Linked DNA regions of Callithrix jacchus: region 1 is linked to region 2. The links are chromatin contacts, called in public Hi-C maps. All regions are on one chromosome and are shown on one strand. The core of a region is the stretch at or near the end of the contact, and the rest is flanking DNA. Distances in the headings are between cores, read along the strand shown.

Region 1 (3,690 bases), core at 295-2,794, 180 kb after region 2:
GAGCCAAGGGGAAGGCAGGAGGGCGTCTCCCCAAGCGTGGTTCAGACGCATCAGGGCAGGAGACTCCCCATGTTGACAAGAGGGAGGTGAGTTAGTGGAGGTGGACTGGGAGGAAAGTCAGTGGGGACTGTCCCTGCTGTGTGTTCCCTGGAAGCACAGCTAGGCCTGAGTCTCCTACCCAGAGGCAGCCACCTCTGGGCTTCTGTGTCCCTTTGGGGCGCCAAATTTCCCAAGACACCCCAGCCTCCTTTCAAAGGCATTTTATTGCTCTCACATGGAGGCCTCCGGAAGCTGGAAGTCTCCACCAGAGAAAGAGCGGAGGCTGCCCAAGGAGGCTGGAGGAGGCAGAGAGGAAAGAGGAAACAGATTGAGGGGTTGATAGCGAGGACCCGGGGTCACCCACCTGGAGCGGAAGCCTCCCCCTAGGGCAGCCTGAGAATGATCCAGGCGCCGGCTGCTCTGTGACCCAGCTGACCGAGGGACAGCCCCTGCTGGAGCCCCAGCAGCTGCCGCGTCCCTCCTGTCCCAGCAAGGGCTGCAGGGCCATCCCCTCCAATCCCTCCCCAGAGGTCCGGTGCGGCTGCCTCTCCTCCTGCTGCTGCTCAGGAGGGCGAGGTTTCCTGAGTCAGACCACCAGCAGCGGGCGGGCGGCTAGCCCCTCTCAGCATGGCGCTTGCCCACACATGCCAGGACAATGGCGAGCTCACTGTCATCCTGGACAGTCAGATCACTTTGTCCCTTCATGTCGAGTGACCAATATTGGGCCACCCGAGGCAGACGAGTGTCACCAGCTAGCTCCCAGGGAGGACAGGGTGGACAGGGCCTGTCATCCACCAGCACTCTGCCCCGGGGCCCGTAGGCTGAGGGCACTGGCCGGCTCGGGGGCAGGAGCTAGTTTGGCCGAGGCACCTGCTTCTTAGGCAGCTTCAGGAAACAGCCGGGGACCAGGCTGGAAAGGCGGAGACCCTCGCAGCGACCACATGCATGGCGTGAGCTGCGCGTGGGTGCTGCCCCTTCCGCAGCCGGAATTCCAGGCCCAGCTGCTGCAGGAGGGACCGCCAGCTAGGGGCTCAGGGAAAAGGGTGGGGGAAGGCGTGGCGCCCGCGCTCGTGGTTCTTGCTTGGATGGCGCGGGCTGAGGACCCCTACGCCTGCACTGCGGTGTGCAGGTCTCAGGATCTGAGGGGGCTGCCGATCGTGGCCGGTGCGTTCAGGCCCGGGGCAGTGGGGCGGGCGCCGCGTGTATTGCTAGGTTGACCGCAGGCAACCACGTGGCACTGCGAGAAACGAACGGTCGTGACTTAGTCCAAGGGGCCGTTTCTGCATTTTCACTCCGACCTGGCGAGCTGCAGCACAGCCACGGGACCGGAAGTCGCCGCCAGGTGGGTCGAGACCGCGATCTGAACTCGGCCCTGAGGCCTCCAGCTCCAGCCGCGGGTTCTCAATCCTGGCGTGAACCAGGAGATCAACCTCCGGCGCCCGTCACAGGCGCCCTCCCACGGGAGCCGGCCGGCAGGAGCGGTGCAGGGGCGCCCTCCAGCGGCCGTGGCCGGGATGGCAGCCGCCTGCCAGGCCCCAAGCGTGGCCGCGTGGGCAGCGCGCGTGGCCCGTGAGGGAAAGGTGGCCGCTCCTTCTGGGTGGGCCTTGGGACTTCTTCGCACCTTATGTGGCTGCTTCGTGAGGAGCGCCCTCGCTCACCCCTCAAGGCCCGTGTTTCCAACTGGATTAGCAGGCAACTTGGAAAACAGAGGGAGCTGGTCTGGTTGGAAAGAAAAAGCCAGGTGGGTTCCCGCCGGAGCCCCGAAGGGGCGGGGCCGGAAAGGGGGCCTGGCCAGAGGGAAGGAGCATTCTGAGTTGGGGGGCTGGGGGAGCACCTAGGCCAGGAGCCGGGGGAGCACCTAGGCCAGGAGCTGGGGGTACACCCAGGCAAGAACTGGGGAGCACCTAAGCCAAGAGCTGGGGGAGCATCCAGGCAGGAGTTAGGGAGCATCAGGCCAGGAGCTGGGGGAGCATCTGGGCAGGAGCTGAGGGAGCACGTAGGCCAGGAGCTGGAGGAATGTCCAGGCAGGAACTGGGGAGCGTCAGGCCAGGAACTGGGGAGCACCCAGGCAGGAGCTGGGGGAGTATTGACGCAGGAGCTGTGTCTCATGTTATCCTGTCATCTGGAGTTGTGTGTGCTGGGAGGAGCATTTCAAGGTCTACAGCCCCTCTCTGTACTGGAGCCGCCTCTGTGTGTACATTTTAAATGAGCGATCCTTCCCTCGCTGCTCTCCCAGTGGGATCTAGAACTGTTAGGCACACACCTGGTAAAGGAGTGCTGCCCTCTCTCTTGGGGAGAAACAGGCTTTTAGCTCAGAGAATATCTGCCTCCCTGGGAACTGAAATCCTGCCACACCCAAACCAAGAGCGTTCTTGGAGCAGATATCAATGGCACACACTGCTTCTGAAATTACAGATGTAAATCTTTAAAAAACATTTTGTTTTGAGGCAGGAGCTCTTGCTCTGTGGCCCAGGCTGGAGCACAGCGGCACCACCACGGCTCACGGCAAACTCAGCCTCCCTGGCTCCAGCGATCCTCCCACCTCAGCCTCCCAAGTGGCTGGGACTACAGACACATGCCACCATGCATGGTTAATTATTTTTAATTTTTTGTAGATACAAGGTCTCCTATGTTGCCCAGATTAGTCTTGAACTCCTGGGCTCAAGCAATCCTCCCACCTTGGCCTCCTATAATTACAAGCATGAGCCCTTGTGCCTGGCCTGTAAAGTTAATAGCAGTATTGAGATATAATTCACATACCATAAAATTTACCCATTTGAAGTGTACAATTCAATGGTTTGGGTATGTTACATTACATATTTTTTTCTTTTGTTGAGAGAGTTTCGCTCTATTGCCCAGGCTGGAGTGCAGTGGCATGATCTTGGCTCACTGCAGCCTCCACCTCTCAGGTTCAAGCGATTCTCCTGCCTCAGCCTCCCAATAGCTGGGACTACAGGCATGCACCACCACACCCAGCTAATTATATTTTTAGTAGAGACAGGGTTTCACTATGTTGTCCGGGTTGGTCGCAAACTCCTGACTTCAGGTGACCTGCCTGCCTCAGCCTCCCAAAGTGCTGGGACTACAGGCGTGAGCCACCAAGCCCGGCCCATCATTTCTTTTCTTTTTTTTTTTTTTGAGACGGAGTTTCGCTCTTGTTACCCAGGCTGGAGTGCAATGGTGCTATCTCGGCTCACCGCAACCTCCCCTCCTGGGTTTAAGCAATTCTCCTGCCTCAGCCTCCTGAGTAGCTGGGATTACAGGCATGCGCCACCATGCCCAGCTAATTTTTGTATTTTTAGTAGAGACGGGGTTTCACCATGTTGACCAGGGTGGTCTCGATTTCTTGAACTCGTGATCCACCCGCCACAGCCTCCCAAAGTACTGGGATTACAGGTGTGAGCCACCACGCCCGGCCTATTTCTTAAACTGTGATACATTTTGCCATTTTGACCATTTTTAAGTGTACACTTGAAAGGTATTGAGTACATTCACCATGCTGTGTGACTCACACTCTCCATTTACAGAACTTTTTTGCCTTGCCATCCCAGAGACTGTATCCACTGAGCACCAACTTCCCTCTGCTTTTCTCCCCAGGCCCTGGCAGCCTCTAATCTACTTTCTATTTCTGGATTTCCATATTCTAGATGT
Region 2 (3,766 bases), core at 1,074-3,573:
GGTGACTCACGCCTGTAATCCCAGCACTTTGGGAGGCCGAGGCAGGTGGATCACTGGAGGTCAGGAGTTCGAGACCAGCCTGACCAACACAGTGAAACCCTATTTCTACCAAATACAAAAAAAAAAAAAAAAAATTAGTCGGGCATGGTGGCTATAATCCCAGCTACTTGGGAAGCTGAGGCAGAAGAGTCACTTTGACCTGGGAGGCAGAGGTTGCAGTGAGCTGAGATCACACCACCGCACTCCAGCCTGGGCAACAAGAGTGAAACTCTGTCTTGAAAAAACAAAAAAAAAAAGATGACAGCCTTTGATTTGCAGGAGGACCAGCCACCGCTCCACCTCCCAAAATGCAGTTCTGCTGCCAGGCAAGTCACAGTGGACACTGGGACATGTAGTGATTTCAGAAACACCCAGAGGTGGCTGGCACAAAGCTGGGATTCTCCACGCCCAGGGGGCTCTGGAGGCATCTAGCCCTGTCTCCTCCCACAAGCTCACCAACCATATCAGGCAAACAACTCAGACATAGCAGCCTGCAGGGATCTCCAGGAGGGCTTGAAAATTCCCTCATCAAAGAAAAAAAAAAGTTGTTTTTTTTTTTAAGAGTTGGGGTCCTGCTGTGTTGCCCAGGTTGGAGTGCAGCAGTGCAAACATAGCTCACTGTAACCTCAAACTCCTGGGCTCAAGTGATCCTCCTGCCTCAGCCTCCCAAGCAGCTGGGACTACAGGTATGCACCACCATACCCAGCTAACTTTTAAAATTTTTTTGTAGAGATGGGGTCTTACTATGTTGCTCAGGCTGAAAAAATTTTTTGGATATTTTTATCCCAAAGATAATAAATATGAAAAATAAAGTGTTTGCTCATCTAAAATTAAACTACTGGTACCATTTTGTTTCAAAATATACATCTTGTTTTCATTTTTCTACCTGCTTGGTAATGTTTCCATCAGCCTCCCTTTTCCAAAGCACTAAATGCTTATTTATTGTGGATTAAACAGATGCCACTTAGAAAAGGCCATTTTCTTTCATGTGTTATTCAATGCTAGAATGACACTAAACTTTTAGTACATTTTTTTCAACTATGGTAACGTTTGCACACATTAGGTCAAACGTGCAGGGGTGTTTTGGGGTCTTTTTGAGACGGAGTCTCACTCTTGTTGCCCAGGCTGCAGTGCAGCCGCGCCATCTCAGCTCACCGCAACCTCCGCCTCCTGTTATAAGCGACTCTACTGTCTCACCTCCTGAGTAGCTAGCTGGGACTACAGGCGCCCGCCCCCACACCCTGCTAATTTTTGTATTTTTAGTGGAGATGGGGTTTCACCATGTTGGTCAGGCTGGTCTTGAACTCGTGACCTAAGGTGATCCATCCGCCTTGGCCTCCTAAAGTGCCGGGATTACAGGTGTGAGCTGCCGACCTGGCCAAATGTGCAGTTTTTGTGAAACACAGATCTGAGGTGTACAACCTGGATGTCTGTAATCACCTTGCAACCGAGGCCTGGGAGGGGTGAATTGTGTGCTTCTGAAGACAGGTGCGGCCGGTCAGAGTTTTTAAACACAGGATAAAGCGTGAAAACATTGAGTGCTGCGGTTCCCTTCCGCTTCTGAAGGATCATTTTGCTTTATTACAGTTTGCTTCGGTATCCAGTTTTTGAGTGTGAGGAACTTTCCGGCCAGAGCTGCCAGGGCCGATGCCGTGCGCTTTTCATCCACGGATTCTCTGCGGGGACTGCGCCGGGACCCCGAAGGTCGCCCCGCCCGCGGCCGCCTGCACCCGCCCAGCGAAGCCCTGCCCCCGCGGGAGCTTTAACCAGGAGGACCCGGCCAGACGCCCCCTCCGCGGGGGAGGCGAGGGCGGTGACCCCCGGGCCCACGGGACTCACCTGTTTGAAGCAGAAGGGCATGGTGAGGACACTGACCCCTACGATGCTGTTCACGATGTTCGTGATCAGCCCCCAGTTGGAGGCGGCGGCCGCGGTCATAGTGAGAGGTCTAGGGTCGCCGGGCTGCAGCCGGCTTTGGGAGCCCTGCCCAAGGCCAAGGTCACAGGTCCCAACGTCCAGAACACCACTGGGGCGGGGATGGGCAGCGGCACGGGAGCCTGAGCAGGCGCGGGCGCGGGCGCGGGCCCCGGAGACTGCCCGGAGGAGGCGGCCTCAAGGGCCGGAGCGGGGGCGACGTCAACCTCCGGACTCCACCAGGCTCTGCTGCCGCCTCAGAGCCATGCGTTCGTCTCCAGTGAATCTCCGAGCCCAGATCCGGAAGAGCCGCGGAGCCAGCTAAGGCCACCTCAGCCACACACAGCCGCCTCAGCAACTCTCACACTTCCGCCTTCCGCGGGCTCCGCTGCCCGGAAGTGACGGTAGGGGGCGGGGCTTTGAGGGACGCGAGCCAATGAGAGGCGGGCCCGAAAGGGCGGGCGGAAACAGGGCCGGAGGAACCCTATGGCCGCGAGAGCTGTGTGGCTGCGTAGCTGCCTGGTTCTCGGATTTGGTCCTGCAGAGCTGTTCCCAAAGACCCGCTTTAACTGGAGCTGGACAACGAATCGCCCCGCTAGGCCTCGATTTAGAAGGGAGTCGCGGACTGGAGGGAAAGGGAGGCGCTGTGCCCTCCGGGAAGGAGCAGGTTTTAGGGTTCCTTCTCGGCCTTTACCCCCAGGTCCGATTTGGGGGCGAGTGCTTGGTGCCGGGGCACGGGCGGTGGGAAGCCGAAAATTAGCCTGTTCTGAGGAATTAGCACCTACGAGGTAGGGATGAAACGCTAGGCGCAGAAAGGCTCGGCCACTCGCTAAGGCCAGAGAACTCTAAGGGGATGCGGTGCACTTCAGAGCCGAGCCCAGAGCCGCAGCCATGGAGAACTTCACCTTCTCATACGAAAAGAGCAAGGAACATGCCGGGAGGGGACAGGAGAGGTGGAGGTTTTCATGACCCGAGAAACCCAGGAGGGCTTCCAGAAGGAGGTGGCTTCTAGTCTGGCGCTTGAAGGACAAATGAGAATTCCTGGGGTAGAAATGGAAGCCGGGGAGAGGAGAGAACAGAGAAGGGTCCTGATAGACCTGTGGATTCCTGGCACCTAGCAGCTCACTCTGAGTCTGCTGACTGAGCGCGTATACCAGAGGGCTGGGGAGGAGGGCAGAGGAAAGGAGGCTGTGTCTGCAGCACCTGCTGGACCAGGTGTCTTAGAACAGAGGCCAGTTCCTCAGCCAGGTAAGGCTGTGCCCCACCCCCAGGAGAAGAACAAGAAGAAATGCCAGGGTAAAGACGAATTAAATACGCAAGCAAAATAATAGATGCTGATTCATTTTTTATTTTTATTTTTTTGAGTCAGCGTCTCGCTCTGTCGCCCAGGCTGTAGTGCAGTTGTGCGATCGCAGCTCACTGCAACCTCTGCCTCCCGGGTTCAAGCTATTCTCGTGCCTCGGCCTCCCAAGTAGCTGGAATTACAGGCGCCCCCGCCCCAACGCCCGGCTAATTTTTGGATTTCTTGTAGAGATGGGGTTTCACCATGCTGGCTAGGTTGGTCTAGAATTCCCGACCTCTGATGATCCACCCACCTCGGCCTCCCAAAATGCTGGGATTACAGGTGTGAACCAGCCCATTTACTTTCATATAAATGAAATACACACACATCCATAACCTTTTTATTATGTAATAAATACCATAAACCTGCTATTTGGCTTTAAGAACAAAAATTACCAGGGACTGAGATCCTCCCTTTCAGTTCCTCCCCAGCTGCACTTCTTCCCTGCTGTCTTGGGATCATCACAATCCA

Evidence for each region. A called contact is a pair of places that touch in the nucleus more often than the background predicts.
Region 1: a Hi-C map of skeletal muscle shows a contact between it and region 2, with 3 times the contacts expected there. The contact joins the promoter of LOC103793425 here to the promoter of SLC38A10 in region 2. A contact is called at or near these places in 2 of 3 Hi-C or Micro-C datasets (both in skeletal muscle).

The regions. Positions count from the first base shown.
Region 1 is chr5:137,144,182-137,147,871 of calJac240_pri, forward strand. It overlaps LOC103793425, which reads left to right and starts at 1,545. Exons shown (of 5, transcript XM_078374955.1): 1 at 1,545-1,780. It also overlaps the pseudogene LOC100894947.
Region 2 is chr5:136,965,727-136,969,492 of calJac240_pri, forward strand. SLC38A10 (solute carrier family 38 member 10) reads right to left here and starts at 2,324. Exons shown (of 13, transcript XM_078374942.1): 1 at 1,879-2,324. The coding sequence starts at 1,977.